Linked DNA regions of Mus musculus: region 1 is linked to region 2. The links are chromatin contacts, called in public HiChIP or PLAC-seq maps. All regions are on one chromosome and are shown on one strand. The core of a region is the stretch at or near the end of the contact, and the rest is flanking DNA. Distances in the headings are between cores, read along the strand shown. Region 1 holds the start of Cacnb1 (calcium channel, voltage-dependent, beta 1 subunit). Region 2 overlaps Plxdc1 (plexin domain containing 1).

Region 1 (3,380 bases), core at 562-3,061, 87 kb after region 2:
ACACACTCATATTTCATATTCTTGGCCCTTGCCCAGTACAGGATGGGCAGAATGCCCAAAAGCTCCTGCCCCTAACCTCTATCCCAGACTTTCTTTGACCAAAGAGCCTAGAGGCACCTCAGCGACACTGCAGGCTCTGGCTCCTGAGACCTGGTGACAAGGAAGCTGGTGAGCCAGGCATAGTGACTCACACCTGTGATTCTCTACTCTTTGGAGGTAGAGGCAGGAGGATCATAAGTTCAAGGCCAGCATTGACTATATAAGATTCTATCACACACACACACACACACACACACACACACACACACACACACACACGAATAATAGGACTGAATATTCTATGATCCTCTTTCCTTCTCTAAAACTGAGCATACAGCTAAACTAGTTTTGAGGCTCTCTACAGACCTAAGAGCATTCTACAGTGAACCTCAAGACTCTTTCACAGCACTACCTCACCCCAGCTGGGCAAAGGGAGTGGCCTTCAGAGGGACAGGGGACAGCTGAAAGGAAGGCATCAGTCAGCTGCCTCCCAGACTCCAAGGGGCCTGGGGTGGAGAGACGAAGTATTTTTAGGTCTGACCTGACCCCCCCCCCCATACACACCCATCAACCACATCATGTTGCTTACAGTTGCTCCAGGCTGGCCACAGCAATGCAAGTGTTAATGCTATCCTTGGAGAAGGACAAGTCCTAGAGAAATCCCCTGGCATGGCCACCACATGCCCTGCTGGTCATTCTAGGGGGACCTTGTATGCCCAAGAACGCCCCTACCTAGGAATAACCCAGGCACATAGGAAAAGTGAACGTGCTAGAGGGCAGCGCCCCTCCCCCAGGTAAAACAGCGACCTCCACTCCAAGACAGTGAGTTGGCACCCATCCAACTTTCCAAACTTTGGCGGCTCCCACCCCTTGGGGCAGGGGGTGGGGTAAGCTAATGTGGGTGTTGGGAGTAGGGAAACATCCAAGACAGGGATGGAGACCAGGTGACTAGGGGAGGGCCTCCCTGAGCTGATCTCTTCTCCACCTTCGAAAGCCAATGTCTGAGCCTTCGAAGGCCTGTTGGCAACGCCCTCTGACCATCGTCTAGGCCTTTTCCCAGTATTACCCCCGCCCCACCCACACCCACTAGCGCCCCTAAACGTGCTCTGCGTCGCCCCCCTCGCCCGATTCGCTCTCCAGCCTCCCTCCAACTCCGCTTCTCAAGGCCTGGATTCCCCCCAACCCCCATCAGCATCCCCGCTGTCAGCCTGCTGGAGCCAGTACCCCAGCAGCAGGAACCTGGACGCGGGGGAGACCTGGAGGCGAGGTTGACAGGCATTCCAACCGCCTCCTCTCCGCTCCGCAGCACCGCAACCCGACTCGGACCAATAGTCCATCGATCATTAACCCTCGAGAATGGAGGGTCGCGCAGACACCCCTCTCCCATCCACGCGGGGCATATAACCCTTTCCTTCCCGGGGCTTTCCAAGCCGACCCCAAGATCCGTAGGAGCGGCCCTTTCCCTCGAGCTTGCCACCTCGCCTTACCTGTGGGCTGGGGTCGAAGACCTCCATAGGGATCTCTTGGGAAGGTGGGTAAGGGCCCCGGGACATGCCGCTCTTCTGGACCATGGAGAGGATCCTCCGGTCCGGCCGCCCTCCCAGCCCAGCCGGGCGCTCTCAGCGCATGGGAGAGGCCGTCCGAGCCCAGAGCAGCGCGGCGTCGCGCAGCCAGCACCGGGTGCAGTCTCCCAGCTGGACCTCCGGCTGCACGCTCGCCGCCTTGCTTGCCCTCCCGGCTCGCGCTGTGCTCTCTGCGGCCGCTGCCGCCGTCGCCGCCGCCGCCGCCTCCGCCCCTGAAGGTTCAGCATCTCCCCCCGCCCCTCCCTCGCTCCCGCCCCGCGCCGCGGCCCCGCCCCTCGAGCCCCTCAACCGGCTGCGCGCAGACAATGGCCGAGTGGCGTAGCCCCGCTGGCCTCCAGAACGTGGAGGGGCTCGATCGCTGTCCTCCGATTAGACTGGGATGAGGGCGGCCTGCAGGGGACTAAGGGGAAACCGGCCTTGAGGCTGGGATGGAGGTGGGGGGCGTTTACCAGTGTGTGCCAAGCGTTGATGGGGGGGTGGGGAGGTGGTGAAACGCCGCTCGGTATGACTGGTACCGCCTCCCTTTCTGTCCCAAACTACTCTCTCAGCTGGTCTCCCTGAGCGACTCTAGCTTGGGCCACCGGAACTTCCCGGTCCCTGTGATCCTGGGACCTGCCTTTAACTCCTTTCTCCCCAGTGTCAGGCCCAGGCCGCCATGAAACTAGCTGAGTAGACCTCCCTCTCCAACCGGGCTCTAGGTCTACTGGCCCCAGCCGGGCCTGGATGATGGGGTGAGTGTCCAAAGAAGGCCACCAGGGACATTAGGATTGCTATCCAGGGACCCAGGAATGCTTCGACCTCATCAGTTACTGAGGTCTCATAGGCTCTTCCAAAAGGCCAGGAGTCAGGCTTGGCAAGTCCCTGTTGCTTCTAAGAGAAGGGGAAGAGGAGGAAGTATAAACGGGGGGAGGAGCTATTCAAAATTATACACCATGACTGTTGACCTAGGGTTGTCTCTCTCCTTTATCCTTGACTGAGGAACAAATGTCCCAGAACTGTGGCTCCGGCTCAGCTGGTTATTGGATCCTAAAAGGGTCGACCTCCACCAAGCAGTGGTGGAGCACACATTTAATCCCAACACTATGGAGACAGAGGCAGGTCAGCCTCATTTACATAGTGACCCTCAGGACAACCTGGGCTACATAGAGAAGCCCCGTCTCAAATAAACAAACAAGCATTCTTTGTTTCCTACAGTGTTGCTAATACTATGGTATCTTTGCCCACTGAAATTCTTGGCAAGATGAGAGAACAGTAAGAGGCCCAGAAGCTGGGTCTGATGGTGTACAGCCATGTTGGGGGCTTGAGGCCAGCCTAGATCACATCATGAGTTTGAGGCCAGCCTTAGCTACATAGAGAGACCCTGTCACAAAACATGAATGAACAAGGAGGCTGGAGAAATGGCTCAGTGGTTAAGAGCACTAGCTATTTGCTCTTCCAGAGGTCCTGAGTTCAATTCCCAGCAACCACATGTTGGCTCACAACCGTTTGTAATGGCTTCTGATACCCTCTTCTGATGTGTCTGAAGACATCTACAGTAACTCATATAAATAAAATAAACCTTAAAAAAAAACATGAATGAACAAACAAAAAAAGTCCCACAACAAAAAAATGATGGCTGGGCTTCTGGGGGTGCTTAATGAGCAGCATGGGAGCCATCTGTGGCAAGAGGACCAGTTCTTCCTCCTCCATCCAGCTCAGAGAGCAGAGAGATAAGAAGATGAAGCCGGAGCCAGTCATGGTGGCGCACGCCTTTAATCC
Region 2 (3,447 bases), core at 585-3,084:
TCTCTGCCCAGCATGTTTGTGTGCGTATAGGACCCTGGGACCTCTCGGGGTCCCCTCAACTCTGTCCTAGGGCAGGGCTGGGATGTCTGTGATTATGCTTTTTTTTGGAGAAAGTCTTGCTCATTCAAGGGCTTCCCACCACTATTGAGGAGACTCCCCCCTGGCAGCAGAGGTTGGGTGGAGGGTGGCATCAGCTGATGTAGCCAGCTCTCCCTATGTAATCACAAGGAGGCAGCAACAAGGATGGTACCGAGACTGAGGAGGCTCCCTGGAGAGGATGCTGCAGTTCAGACAGAAGATGTCAAGGGCTTTCCTAGGGAGAGGGTGGCGTGCAAGCACGAAACAGAGGATGTTCTTTGCATCATCCCGCTTAAGTTTCCATTCTTCCTTCTTAGTGCCAAAGGAAGCTACTAAGCCCTACACAACCCAGGCATATCTGCAACCCAAGAGTAAGATCCTAAGCCACTAGCACAGAGAGAGCATGCTCAGCAAGCTAACTCAGTCACAGCATCTGCCATGTGCCCACACTCCAGCAAGGCAAAGCAATGCTTCCCGAGGCCATCCACAGGGGCTGAGCTGGGTCAGTCACTCCTGCTTTCATGATATCCTAGCCCACTATTTAGGGGATGGAGGACAAAGAGGACTTTGGAGACTGGAACTCAGGCTTCTTTGGTGATGTTGGCGGATTCCTCTAAGACTGGGTTGGGTCTGGCAGTGGTGGCGCACGCCTTTAATTCCAGCGCTCTGGAGACAGAGGAAGGTGGATCTGAGTTTGAGGCCAGCCTGGGCTACAGAGTGAGTTCCAGGACAGCCAAGGCTACACAGAGAAACCCTGTCTTGAAAAACAAACAAACAGAATAGTCTGAGTCTCCATAGCGGTTGCAGCAGTGTATGGCCAAGAATCAGTTCAAGGCCCTCCTGGTGTATACAGCAAGTTGACCAAGGTTCTGTCCCCAGCAACTACATGGAAAATCACAACTTTCTGTAACTCCAGTTCCAGGGGATCCAGTGTCCTCTTCTGGCCTCCAAGGGTTCCAGGCATGTACACGGTGCACAGACTTACATTCAGGCAAAACATTCATATGCATAAACAAATCAAAAACCAAAAAACCAAAACCCACCACAACCCCAAGTTTTCAGTTTGGGTTCAACCGCACCACATGTTAAGCCTCGAGCTAGCCAACACTGTCTCAGAGAAGGGAGTGAGAACGGGCCTTACTGAGTGCCTCTTGAATGTCAGCCACCGCACCAGACCCATTCCCAGGGACCCTCATGATGTTACGGTGAGGTGAGAAGTACTAAGCAACTGCAGGGCTGAAGCCACCCTTGGACTCCTCTGTGAATCAACGGGACAATTGTAGAATACAAACAAGGTACCTGCATGGTCAGTGAGATTGTTCTTCTCACAGCAGGGAAGGGAGGCCCTGAGTGGGGGAATGGAAGAGAGGGAGAAGAGACTCACAGGTATGCCTCTGGCTTTTCAGGAACCTAGGATTAACTCTCATTTGGAGCTGAGGCTCTTAGAGAGCTGGCTGGGGGAAGCAGGGGCTGGAGTGAGCCCACGGTGCTGTGGGTGTCGGCCTGAAATGAGTAGTTTCTGCTCCCTTGTACCCTCTGATAGAGCATCTCTGCTTTAACAGAGGTACAACCCACCAGCAGAGCCCCCAAACTCCCCCACCTGGCCAGCATCTTTACACCAGGGAACTCCGGGTCTCATTACACTGCCTTGTCTCTAAGTTGGGTGTGGCCACTAACTGGGGTTGGTGGTGAAGGGAGAGACTGCTTTGTCTGCAGGAGCCGTCTTTAATTTTTTTTCCCTATGACTCAGCATGGGTTGGATGCTGAGTCATACCTGGCAGGAGCCCCAGGATCCCAGGGACCATGTGAGGTCACCTCAGGCATCACCCTAAGGCTCAGAAAACATGCCTCAGCTTTAAAAATGCATGAGATAGGGGTACTGGCTGATCTTGCAAAGGATATGGGTTCAATTCCCAGTACCCACATGGTAGCTCACAACCACCTGTCACTCTAGTTACAAGTGATCCAACGACATCCCCTGGCTTCCTTAGGCACTGCATGAAAGTACACATAAACTCTACATATAAAATATAAATAAACCTTTTTTAAAAAAAAATGGGGCTGGAGAGATGGCTCAGTGGTTAAGAGCACTGACTGCTCTTCTAGAGGTCCTGAGTTCAATTCCCAGTTGTGACTTGGTGGCTCACAACCATATGTAATGGGGTCCGATGCCTTTTTTTCTGATGTGTCTGAAGACAGCAACAGTGTACTCATATACATAAAATAAATAAAATCTTAAAAAGGAAGAAATAGAGAGAAAGAGAAAGTAAAGAAAGGAAGGAAAGAGGGAAGGAAGAAAATGTATGAGATGAAGAAAGAAAGAAAAATGTATGAGATGAAGCACTCCAAAATGATGCTTTTGGGATCTTTGTCTCTCAGGATCACATTTTGTTGTCTGCTGGTCTCAGAGTCACTACACAACTAAAGATGACCTTCCTCTCAAGTGCTGGAATTATAGGCATGTGCCACTAAGACCAGATGTTTTTTTGTTTTGTTTTGTTTTGTTTTTTAAGATTTATCTTAAAAAAAATTTTTTTTAACATATCTGGGTGTTTTGCCTGCATGTATTATCTGTGTACCATGAGCATGCAGTGCCTGCAGAGGTCAGAAGAGGGCGATAGATCCTTGGAGCTGGAATTGCAGCTGGTTAGCTACTATGAGGGCTGAGATTTGAACAGTGTCCCTCTGAAAGAGCAGCCAGTGTTAGTAACAGCTGACTCACCTCTCCAGCCCTGACCTGGCTTGCTTTGTTTTGTTTCTTTGAGACAGGGTCTCACTACGAAGCCTTGGCTGTCCCGGAACTCACAATGTAAATCAGGATGACTTTAAATATCATAGCTATCGGCCTACCTCTGTCTCCTACATGCTAGGATTAAAAGCCTACACCACCACACCCAGCCCAGCTGGCCTTTTTACCAAGCCTTGCAGGTGGTTCTCACACTCTACAGGCAGTAACTGGAAGACAGCTAAGGGGCTAGGCCAGCTACTTCTTCTGGGGCTCTGTGCCTTTCCTCTTAGGGGCCCTGGTTGTGTTTGGTAAAATGCTACCTGGCACTGCAGAAGCTGCCATAACAGTGTCTGCCACACCCACACCTCCCCGAGTCACAAATGCTGGCCTTTTCATGGGGTAAAGGAACTGAGGTCCCAAGAAAAAGATCCTGGGCACAGCTGGAAGGAAGAACAGTAGGGAGGCTGAGCCCCTGTGCATCCCATGCCCACTGCTCCCTGATGGGTGGTTTGCCTCCAGTGTGCCAGGCCAGCAGGCTGTAGGATCAAGAGCTTCTATTTCTGCTCTGGGATGTTGGAAGGAAGCAGTTGAGATGCTGACAGCTGTGCAACAGCTGCACAGAGACCTGGAGCCTGCAGTTC

What was found. HiChIP or PLAC-seq counts read pairs in DNA pulled down with a chosen protein or histone mark.
Region 1: a contact with region 2 is called in an H3K4me3 HiChIP or PLAC-seq map of bone marrow-derived macrophages, with 2.7 times the contacts expected there. The contact joins the promoter of Cacnb1 here to the enhancer-like site in region 2. A contact is called at or near these places in 6 of 39 promoter capture datasets (the C10 cell line, embryonic stem cells, hippocampal neurons and 3 more), 1 of 15 datasets of contacts at CTCF or cohesin (large pre-B cells), 5 of 484 Hi-C or Micro-C datasets (the N1E-115 cell line, bone marrow-derived macrophages, cerebral cortex and 2 more), 15 of 115 datasets of contacts at active chromatin or transcription factors (CD8 T cells, the SCID.adh cell line, T-cell acute lymphoblastic leukemia and 9 more) and 3 of 9 other capture datasets (adipose tissue, liver and pancreatic islet).

Annotation. Positions count from the first base shown.
Region 1 is chr11:98,020,816-98,024,195 of GRCm38.p6, forward strand. Cacnb1 (calcium channel, voltage-dependent, beta 1 subunit) reads right to left here and starts at 1,812. Exons shown (of 14, transcript NM_001282977.1): 1 at 1,527-1,812. The coding sequence starts at 1,610. It also overlaps a transcript of Rpl19 not described here.
Region 2 is chr11:97,934,262-97,937,708 of GRCm38.p6, forward strand. The region is part of intron 9 of Plxdc1 (plexin domain containing 1); the gene reads right to left. Among named protein-coding and RNA genes, the nearest start is that of Plxdc1, 50 kb to the right of the region's middle. Within about 2 kb of position 1,835, at least 43 of the 459 cell types and tissues checked have an H3K27ac peak or open chromatin away from gene starts, as enhancers often do. A contact at or near this core is called in the N1E-115 cell line, bone marrow-derived macrophages and pancreatic cancer cells, where this site is marked.